Regions from separate parts of the Bombyx mori genome. Here region 2 is linked to region 1. Evidence: chromatin contacts called from public Hi-C data. All regions are on one chromosome and are shown on one strand. The core of a region is the stretch at or near the end of the contact, and the rest is flanking DNA. Distances in the headings are between cores, read along the strand shown. Region 1 overlaps LOC101743581 (cell adhesion molecule DSCAML1). Region 2 overlaps LOC101743581 (cell adhesion molecule DSCAML1).

Region 1 (5,463 bases), core at 1,616-4,115:
CTTTATTGGGTCAGGGAAAAGTAAAATATTTGACATTTCTGTCAGCTGTGTCCACAAGTGTTATTTACTATTCTATATACATATTTGTTATATTAATTTTACGGGTCTAATTTGAGGCCTAATGTTAAAGTCGATATCATTAATATTAATAAATTGTTGTAATATTAATGTCTCAAGAACTTTGAAGTCGTCATAGCTTAAAGGATAAAAAGTCCGGTGTTTCGAACGATACAACGGTACCAATTTTTCTAATGAAATACGTACCTAACAAATGTTCACGATTGACTTCCACGGTGAAGGAATAAATTATAATTTGCGTAATTACTGGTGGTAGGACGTCTTGTGAGTCCGCACGGGTAGGTACCACCACCCCGCCTATTTCTGTCGTGAAGCGTTTCGGTTTGAAGGGTGGGGCAGCCGTTGTAACTATACTGAGACCTTAGAACTCATATCTCAAGGTGGGTGGCGGCATCACCGGCGGCATGGTTATAGATGTCTATGGGCTCCGGTAACCATTTAAAACCAGGTGTGCTGTGAGCTCGTCCACCCATCTATGCAAAAAAAACCCGTCCCCGTAGTTCTGTTGAGACTTCGATAATCACATAACACTAGGTGGGAAGTGAGTTCCCCCACGCGTATAAATCCGTAAAATAATCAACATAAGTCCGCCTAATATCAGCCTAAAGTCAGTCTTTACCTAAATGTGGCTATCAAATAAAGACGGGCACTAACAAGCTGCTATTGTCGAACAGATACCAGATCGAGCCAGTTCTGATCTAGGTACGTTGGGACCACACTGCACTCATGCAGTCGATTGATGACGCCAATCGAACTAAGATCTAGATTCTTCTATCACAAAAAAAAACCAAGCGTTTCGAATTGAAAGCTAATAATTTCTCTTTGTAATGTCAAAATAATAGCATTTTTTTAATAAATGCATTTGAAGGTATGTCTTCGTATGCTTTACTTATAACGGGAAGCCATGTTTTAATTTTTTTGTCAGTGTATCTGCTCCAGTTAAGCTTCGAAACTCTTGGAGCGACTTTGACGGCAGACAGCTGATGTTATCACAAATCACTAAGGCTATGTTAATACAAGTGCTATGAATAAACTATTTAAATTGTCTTATAAAATACTAGCGGCCCGCTCCGGCTCCGCTCGGGTCTTTAACAAAAATTTCAACGAAAATTTCTTTTATTTTTTTTAAATAAAAGAACACTTATTGCGGCATTATAATAGTTAGACATATGCTGTCGCGACACTTTTCGTAAATAATAATGTGCGCTACAAAGTCGTATTGCATTATTTTATTCTATAATCAATAGTTTTCGCAGGGCACGCGATGTAAAGAATATTTTAGGTAAAATTTTTTCACCTTGGGTTATTGAAGTTATAGTAAGGATCCCTATTTATTTCAAAAAAGATTATAGCCTATGTCACTCGGAAATAGTGTAGCTTCCAAACAGTGATATATTTTTTTAAATCGGTTCAGTACTTTCGGAGCCTATTCAATACAAACAAATAAACAAATCTTTCCTCTTTATAATATTAGTATAGAAGTATAGATTGAATTATAATTATCGTGAATATTGACGTCATTATTCAAACGTGTTCTTTGTTTATATTACAATCCTTACAGCGTCCTGAATTGTGAAGAGATTTTAATCAGCTGCATCTACCTTTTTTTACCGGATATAAAAAAAATTTTTGATGACATTTATAATAATATGGGTAAACTTGGATCCCTTGCATTTGCTGAAATTGCGAGAACAATACAGACAAATCTAGACTAATATATAAATATATAGTGGTTTTTATGATGTTCCGTTATAACTACTGCACAAAGCATCCGATTGACTTGAAACTTGGTATCCATGTAGAAAATACATGTACTTAATGGACAGGCTAATATTTATGAGTATTGGACTCCCTAATAATGACAATAAATAAATTAATTTTAAATGCCCAGCGAAGCGGACGAGTACGGCTAGTATTTAATCAATTTATCACAATTATTATGTATTAACCCGTCGATGGACTCAACTGTCATTACTAGCAAAAATGTCTCATACATTTTATTAATAAAATACTATAGTATTATATTTCCAATCGTGAATATGCTCCACATCACGTATAGAGGGTTTTCAATAACCATATTACCGAAGCCCTCTAACAGCATCGATTTCAGCGCCCAATTGAGGGCACAGGTCGGAGTGCCAATTTTATTCTAATAAGGAGACAGGAAGTCAAGAATGCCCGGATGGTATCAAAGATCTTAAACGAATAAGGAATAACATCAAAGAATCGTAATTACCAGTGAGTAGGGCTTATTTTGCGATCGGCACGGGTATATATTGTATTACCATTCTTCGTGTTCGCGAAGCATTCTTCGAAAGATGAAACCGCTGTTATGAGACTTAGATATCGTGTTTCAAGATAGGCATTCGCATTATACCGTCTATGGACTGCGATCCACTTAACACCAACGACCGACGACAACGTTACAACAAAACTCAACAAAATTATAATTTACGTAATTACTGGTGGTAGGACCTCTTATGATTCCGCACGGGTAGGTACCACCACCTAACCTATTTCTGCCGTGAAGCAGTAATGCGTTTCGGTTTGAAGGGTGGGGCAGCCGTTGTAACTATACTTGAGACCTTAGAACTTATATCTCAAGATGGGTGGCGCATTTACTTTGTAGACGTCTATGGGCTCCAGTAAAAAAAAGAAGAAAACGTCAGAGGAATAAAAAAATCAAGTATCGAGAAATAAAACACAAAGCAATACGGGTTCGTCGTTTGACAATTTAGTGCGCAAATTAAGAGTTGGCCGGTTCGAAGCGATCTAGCCGTGACGCGTGTACGGAGCAAGGTCGAATGAGTTAGGCCACACCGGACACGACCACCGGCCGCAGCTTTACCGTATGTTTTCGTGGAGAACAGATTTAAAAAAAAAAAACTGGATAGTACGTAACATGATTAGTTTTTTCTTACTTTATCTTTAAGCTATATTCATTTACTAAGTTTTGTACTTTTTTTTGCAAACCGTACTCTTTTTAAATCCTGTACTCTGAAAGTACTCATTGTTATAATTTCTTCTTTCGAAATCTTTCGGCATTTTAGATTAGCCTTTATCTGTGGGTGTAGAAGCGGATGACAGTATTTACGTTGTGATTCCTATGGGGACTTTTGACCATTTTATCCCAGGTGGATTGTTTTACCATAATTTTTTATTACTTAGATGGATGAACGAGCTTACAGCTCCTGGCGTTAAGTGGTTTCCGGAGCCCATAGACATCTAAAACGATAATGCCGCCACCCATCTTGAGACATGAGTTCTAAGGTCTCAGTATAGTTATAACGGCTACCCCACCCTTCAAACCGAAACGCATTACTGCTTCACAGTAGAAATAGGCAGTCTGCGCAATAAAAACATATAGCGACAGTTGTTCGAGGAAGACTGGTTCTTCCATATCTTCAGATTAATATCAGATATAAGATTATGCTAGGCCTGAACCGCGATTTCATCTGCTATTAATTGTCAATCCGATGGCTGTAGTTGGCAGATCGTGAAGCTTGCGTCGGCTAGAGGGTAACCAGCATCGATGTGGTAATAGATCGATGGTAACCAGTCACATTATAATCGTGGCGAGATACACTTTAAGCTAAGCTCCCACAAAATGATTTATGCATGCCGTAGGTTAAAAGTTCAATGACATTTAAGCCAATAATTTTTGTTTTTTGTTTTTGTTTTTATTTAAATTACCGATTTCCGTATTTTATATTGTTACACCCCATAGACGCAGCCCACTGAGTTTCTCGCCGGATCTTCTCAGTGAGTCGCAATTCCGATCCGGTGGTAAACTCTGCGAAGCACTACTAATGCTAGTGTTAGCAAATTCTCTCAGGTTGAGCCCGTGAGCTCACCTACCCGTCCGGGAATAGCTGCAATAACCCCTTGGGCTACCAACGAATAGGTAGGGAAAATAAAAATATTGTTACAAGGACTAGTAAAGGCGTTTTATCGTAATGAGATGTGAACAACCACTTTTCAACTGTAACACAGTACTTTGATGACTATTAGATTTAGACTATTTAGATTACGTACGTGAGAATTGAAAATAGAGTGAAAGTGCACAATTTTGCGGGCAGCGCATTACTTGATATTTTTTATCTGTGTATGTCGTGAGGGAGCCAACTCTTCTTGACGATTCTTCTCAATGGCGAAACTGTACTCTGGATCGATGCTATGCTCATTATATTTACATTACTACAGAGGACCTACTTTAAGTCATAGATACCCATTTTTTTATGTTTTTTTTTATACTTGCGTTGAAAAAGTATCCTATACTGACACCGACATCCTATCCTATCCATCCGGTACTCATGAACTTGTATAAAACCAATCTATTCTCTATAAGTTCATTACATTCAAGTGAGGTTTGCACAGGTGCATCGCATGCAATGTTTTGTTTTAAATTGTATGTAATCATTATAATGCAGTTAAATATAAGTACAATGCTTCTCTGTTGCCAAACGTCATTCACATTACAATTTGCATTACATATGATTTTTATTGTCGTAGTTTTTTTTATGCTTTTCAATTTATGTGTTTGTAGCGGCACGAGGAAACTGTGATAAAATGAAAGAAAACGAATAGAAGGCTGAATTGCTAACAATGACGTCACAAAATTACATTTAATTTTAATACAAAATGAAATACCGTTGTAAAGAAATTTTGGATCGTTTCGGTTCACAGCGAAAAAAAAACCTAACCTTGTGTTGATAATCTTACGTTTACATTAAGAAACATCCACTATTTTTTCCTATACCTCATTTTCGTAGCAGATATTGTCAGCTTAAAGCAAAATTATCTAGCCTATTTCTCCGAAGAAGAAGAAGAAGTTTCATGGATTTTTTTTTGGTCAGGAGGAAATCGCCGGACTTTTTTTTAGTTTCATGGATAGGGTAACTGTTCTATAATATGTTCCCTATTGTTTAAATGTTTGCCTTAATGGCCCTTTTTTCCTACCTAAGCTGATAGTCTAGATTCTAGAGAGACCATATCAGCGTAACCTTAACTAGTAGGTGAGCTCATGGGGCTCAAACCTGACAGTGCTGCTAGCACGAATCGAAAAGACGTGTTTAGGGCGACATCGACTGTTTACCATTCGTTCCGCAGGATCGGGTATGTCAAGTAACTAGAACAATCACGATAAATAGAAAAACGATTTTAGATTTTACCAGATTTTACCAGCCAGATGTTGGAAGAAGTCAAAGTGTGGAGACACTCTGAGCAGGTATACTCAGCGCAACATCATTGGAAAAAAGATATATGTTGAAGGATCGGTTCTGGTTTGGTCAGCTATTTATTATTAGGGTCCATCCATACGGAGCTCCGCGTCATTGTGAATGAGTCACTAACAAGGGCACGATGTGGAACTGAGCTTTTAGAAGA
Region 2 (5,463 bases), core at 1,998-4,497, 39 kb before region 1:
AGACAACTTGATTACAAGTGGACGAGAATCATTTACTGGTGGTAGGACCTCTTGTGAGTCCGCGCGGGTAGGTACCACCACCCTGCCTATTTCTGCCGTGAAGCAGTAATGCGTTTCGGTTTGAAGGGTGGGGCAGCCGTTGTAACTATACTGAAGGTGTGTGGCGCATTTACGTTGTAGATGTCTATGGGTTCCAGTAACAACTTAACACCAGGTGGGCTCTGAGATCGCCCACCCGTCTAAGCAATACAAAAAAAAAATTCAAGAAAGAAATTAAACGCGACGTAGTTACAACTAGATAAATAAATAAACAATGTACACATAAATATGATATTTTACATATACATACGTATGTAATGAAAGCGGAGTTACTTTATTGTTAAGTTTTTCCGTGCTTGCGCTGTTTGTAAAGCAGTTAGAATTAATGTAGAATGTCAATAAAACTGCGGTGACCGAGATTAAGTAATATGAAGTTACAAAATTAATTTCCACATGGAATTGTGAACGAATTTACTATAAAATATACTTTAAATGTCATTTCCTTGTTTCTAAACAAGTTATTTTAGTACTAGCAGTAGATTTTTAGTTTTTCACACTGGCAACACTAAATTTGTTTAAAAAAAGATGAATGTCAATATCAGTTCTCTATGCCATTGCGATGTTACCAGATTTTGAAATAAAGATTTTGGTGTTCAAATCTTTTATTTATTTTTTATTTATTGCATAGATGGGTGGCCGAGCTCACAGCCCACCTGATGTTGAGTGGTTACTGGAGCCCATAGACATCTACAACGTAAAATGTGCCACCCACCTTGAGATATAAGTTCTAAGGTCTCAAGTATAGTTACAACGGCTGCCCCACCCTTCAAACCGAAACACATTACAGCTTCACGGCAGAAATAGGCATGGTGGCAGTAACCTACCCACGCGGTAGGTAAATCCAGTAGTTTTCGCCACAAAATCCCACATAATATATATACAATATATAACATGGACAAGAACAGAGACAGACCCCTATCGTGCAAAGCGATGCCACCCTAAAAGTCAACAAATACGTTACATAAACGTTTCACGTGTGTGTGTGTTCGACAAATGAATTTTTCATCGATCCGGCACCTCGCTATTTCCGGAATAGAATATATATACCGGACTTATTGACAACGGAAGACTTCAGAAGCGGAGAGGTTATTGTTATCTGTGACAGAATCAAGGACGCTCGAACTGTAGCCATCTTTGTCGACTACGTAGGTTGCATTGGGGAACATATCCTCAATGCTATGACATATTTTGGATGTGTTGGCATCGATTGAGTTTTGCTCTGGCCAAAAATCTTACAGATATGATACAATCTCTCATTTCATTATTTGTGGTAAGAGTTATCAGACAAAATTGCAACAGTTTTTCAATTCGCTGGCTAATAGAAATGCTCTTTTTCTAAGAATTTCAATATACCTTCGATATATAACCATTCTGTGTTTTTTTAACGAAGGAGTGTGATTTTTCATTATAATAATGCTAGACCTCACACATCTTTAGCCACTCAGCAAAAATTAAGAGAGCTTGGCTGGGAGGTGTTAATGCATCTGCCGTATAGTCCTGACCTTGCACCTTCAGATTTCCATCTGTTTCGGTCTCTGCAGAATTCTTTAGGCAGTGTCAGGTTAACATCACGAGAAGACTTCCAAAACCAATTGTCGCGGTATTTTGATCAGAAGCCCCAAAATTTCTATAGCAATGGGATCGAGATGCCATCTCGAATGGGACCTACAAGATGGCAAAAAGTTATCGAACAAAATGGTACCTACATACTTTAGTTAAATGTAAATAAACTATATTAAAGAATGTTGTGAATTTTCTTTAAAAATGCAAAGAAACTTTTCCCCGTCCTATTAATAATAATAATAAATAGCTGGGAATAAATCACGCACGATCATACGACCTCTAATTAGGTTTCCCTGTGTTATGGGTACCAGAGACTGGAATACATACTTATATATGTTTAAATATATACATATATAGATATTAAACAACCAAAGTGCAAACAAACGTCATCATTAGACGAATGTTTGTCCAATGTGGGAATCGGACCAACGACTGTTGGCGCAAAAGTCAGGGCCGCTGACTACTGCACCACCAATTCAGTTTGTGATCAAAAGCAAATAAATGGACAGTAAAATCGATGCAGCAATTAAGCTAGTTGCAGTGGGTAATGGAACAAATCCATATAGCGCACAATGGCTTGCACAAGAGCTCGGCTTGGAATGGACGTATCTAATCACAGTCATTACGTGATGCGACCTTCGGTGTTTTGTGATCCTCTTCAGGCACGCTATTATTATTGTACAGTGACCATGGTTTAATGTCTACTATATTCAAGCAAGTGCCGTATATTCCTATAATTGGTATTCATACTAGTAGCACAAGGCCCACTGAGTTTCTCGCCGGATCTTCTCAGTGGGTCGCGTTTCCGATCCGGTGTTAGATTCTGGGAAGCACTGCTCTTGCTAGGGCCAGTATTAGCAACACTTTCGGCTTGAGCCCCGAGAGCTCACCTACACGCTAGGGTAACGCTGATATAGCCTCTCAAGGCTATCAGCATAGATAGGAAAAAAAGTAGCACAAGTTGCTTACAGTCCAAATATTATTAAGTTATTACCGGATATCATAGACGACGCGAATGCAATCCACAAATTGAGGCATGAAATTGAAGTTAAATTTTAACTCCGATTATATTGTGTGATATAACAGCAGTGCAAGCTGAAAAAACGGTTATAAATAGACAGTATAGTGGGTAATATGTAAAAATATAGGCAAAATGTACGGACTCACATCTTACCGTATCACCAGTAAAACGTACATGCGAAAAATCGCTCTTTTCACCATCATTCATGGCCACAATACATTCGTTTATAGCAGACTCAATTCAGCGAGATTGCCATATAACTCACGGCGGGATTACTGAGCTCAGCTCAATGAAAAGTGGCTTGGGAGCCATTACAAGAGGGAGGACTTTTAAATGTATAATTTAAATATTCTCGGATCACTGTGAAATTCATACTCCGATTGTATCATTAGGGTTGCGACGTCCTAGTTTTGTGGACCTTTGAAGTCGTCTGCCCATCTATGTATAAGCTATCCACTATTGCTCTTCGTATAGCAAAAGAAAATGTCATTCAGCTCACAGTGTAAAACAATATTATGATTGACTTAAAACGTATAATCGCAAGCAAGCGATATGAATGTTCAAGACAATAATAGTAACGATAAATTATTATCTTGAAGTTCCTATTAGCAAGCACTATGTGTACACCTGACTGAGTTAATGTTGTTACGATAATTTATTCATAGTTTTTATTATCTTTTGTTTTTCGCCAAGTAAAAGTTTACATATGGGAAAAATAATTATTTGGTGGTAAATAAATTATTATTTTTAGAATTATGTAAGTGTATCTAAAAAAAACGAACGTCCTTTGTTTTAAAAAACAACAAACAGTTTTCGTGAATAATTAATTGCCCTACAATAGCTTTGACCTGTCTCTTTGTCTTATCTTGTGATATCTGTCATATCTTGTGTTTGGGTTTATTCTTTATGTAATCTGTTTTGTGATGGTTGAGAAGAGGAGAAGGTTGGTCTGAGTTGGGATGACTCAACTTGTCTGATATTAGCAGAAACGAGAGGAAATTGACTCCGAAAAATAGTTGCTTCTTTGAGGTGAAACCTAGATTACTGAGCATATTAAAGTTACATAGGTAGATTGTCTTTACTTCCATGCGTCTTCAATGTCTGTGGACTGTGGGTCATGATCTACATTCATAATTTTATCATCAACTATGATCTTCCACTTACTGCTGTCCTCTGCATCACGAAACGTCACAGAGAGTCGAAAAAATGTATTTTTGCCACTGCCCTTTTCGCAGAGTCTCAAGGAATTCTCCACCCTATCTGGTTATGTATCCGATTTATTAGATTTCTGTGCAGGACTATTGTGGGCAATTCTGTCATGACGCTATACCCAAAATAAATTGTAGCGATCGAGTTTTTTTTTTAGCAAACTAATGTTTCCCGGACGCACGAGGTTCGTATAGGAAATCGAATTCTAATGGTTTCATATGAATATATCATGATGTCTACTCACTTATAACCCGATTGAACTGTCGATTAGGAGGGGCTAACGTGACGTAATGAAGCGGCGACCTATTACGACAAATTGCTACGGCTTTTTTGGGTGTACATTAAACGAACAAAAATGTCACTCGAATTGCCCGCTAATGGAGTTTATGATGGTAGTAACAAAAAACGAGTGTAGTTTTTTAGTAGATTCTATGAAAGCCAGTGTAGAGTTGAGTTCTATGAAAGTCAGTGTAGGGTTGAGTTCTATGAAAGTCAGTGTAGGGTTGAGTTCTATGAAAGTCAGTGTAGGGTTGAGCTGTCAGTGATATCATAGCCGTATGAGGAAATGATTATCGTCATTATCATCATCTTAGCAACTAAACACAAATCTTATCACAAACACATTCATGTCACATTTTTAATGAGCTCACGACCATGGATATCTCGTTTGAGAGGACTCAATTGTATAGTACAGTGACTGTCCCATCATTCAACCCGGACGTATTGCTTTTTTGAGGTAGAAATAGGTATAGCAACGCTAAAATTGGAAAAACCTTTATATTATATATCTTTGGGTGGGGCTGACCATTAAACACCAGATGGCTAGCTGTCTCGTTAACTTACCTGGGCAGTGCAATGAAAATAAAACTACATATAATCTATCATCAATTTGTCAGTCAATACATTAGATGACTAGGTCGAAAATAAACTGACAGTCGGTATTGGATTTCACAGGTTTATGAACGGTATATTGAGCTTGTGACCCAGAGGTGTCAGATGTGCATCTTAATCAAGAGGTCGCAGGATCGAGAATGGATGCGTATAGCACAACACTGAAATGCTAGTAGCTGTGCGGATCATAATTTAGGTGAATATTAATGAGGAGGATGGATTTTCTTAAGCCCCCGTGACTGTATACTAGGCCTCCTAGATGTCGGTTTGGGAGCAATGCTTTCTCGTGATGGGAAGACGTTCTTCCCAACCCGTGTCGAAGCTGATTCGGCGCGGCGTTCTGAGGATACACGTGGCACACTCTTGGCAATCTCCTGACAACCTGCGCATCGAGGTGGTCTTCGAGCCAAGGGTTCTTTCGCTGGATCGACATTACAAGTTTTTTCTGCTTCTGTCTCGGTATAGGAATCAGACGTACGCGCGAAAATAGACATAGGTAACCTACAGGGCTTTAAAGTACTGCGGTCCGCTAACACGTAATAAATTGACAACTAGATCAACGTAGCGATTAATTAACGCTTGTTTGCTACCAAACTTATAAATAAAATAACATGTTTTCTGAACACTCACTTCGTACGGTCAAGTTGACCCTGTCGACATAATCTGTCTCATTTTCAAGA

Evidence for each region. Hi-C and Micro-C count contacts between places; a contact is called where the count stands out from the background.
Region 2: a contact with region 1 is called in a Hi-C map of whole pupa, with 2.2 times the contacts expected there. The contact joins two enhancer-like sites. A contact is called at or near these places in 2 of 7 Hi-C or Micro-C datasets (both in whole pupa).

What each region holds. Positions count from the first base shown.
Region 1 is chr8:14,752,288-14,757,750 of ASM3026992v2, reverse strand. The region is part of intron 3 of LOC101743581 (cell adhesion molecule DSCAML1); the gene reads right to left. Among protein-coding and RNA genes, the nearest start is that of LOC101743581, 7.4 kb to the right of the region's middle. Within about 2 kb of position 2,865, at least 6 of the 8 cell types and tissues checked have open chromatin away from gene starts, as enhancers often do.
Region 2 is chr8:14,791,290-14,796,752 of ASM3026992v2, reverse strand. LOC101743581 (cell adhesion molecule DSCAML1) reads right to left here. Exons shown (of 8, transcript XM_038012302.2): 4 at 5,414-5,463. Among protein-coding and RNA genes, the nearest start is that of LOC110384780, 34 kb to the left of the region's middle. Within about 2 kb of position 3,247, at least 3 of the 8 cell types and tissues checked have open chromatin away from gene starts, as enhancers often do.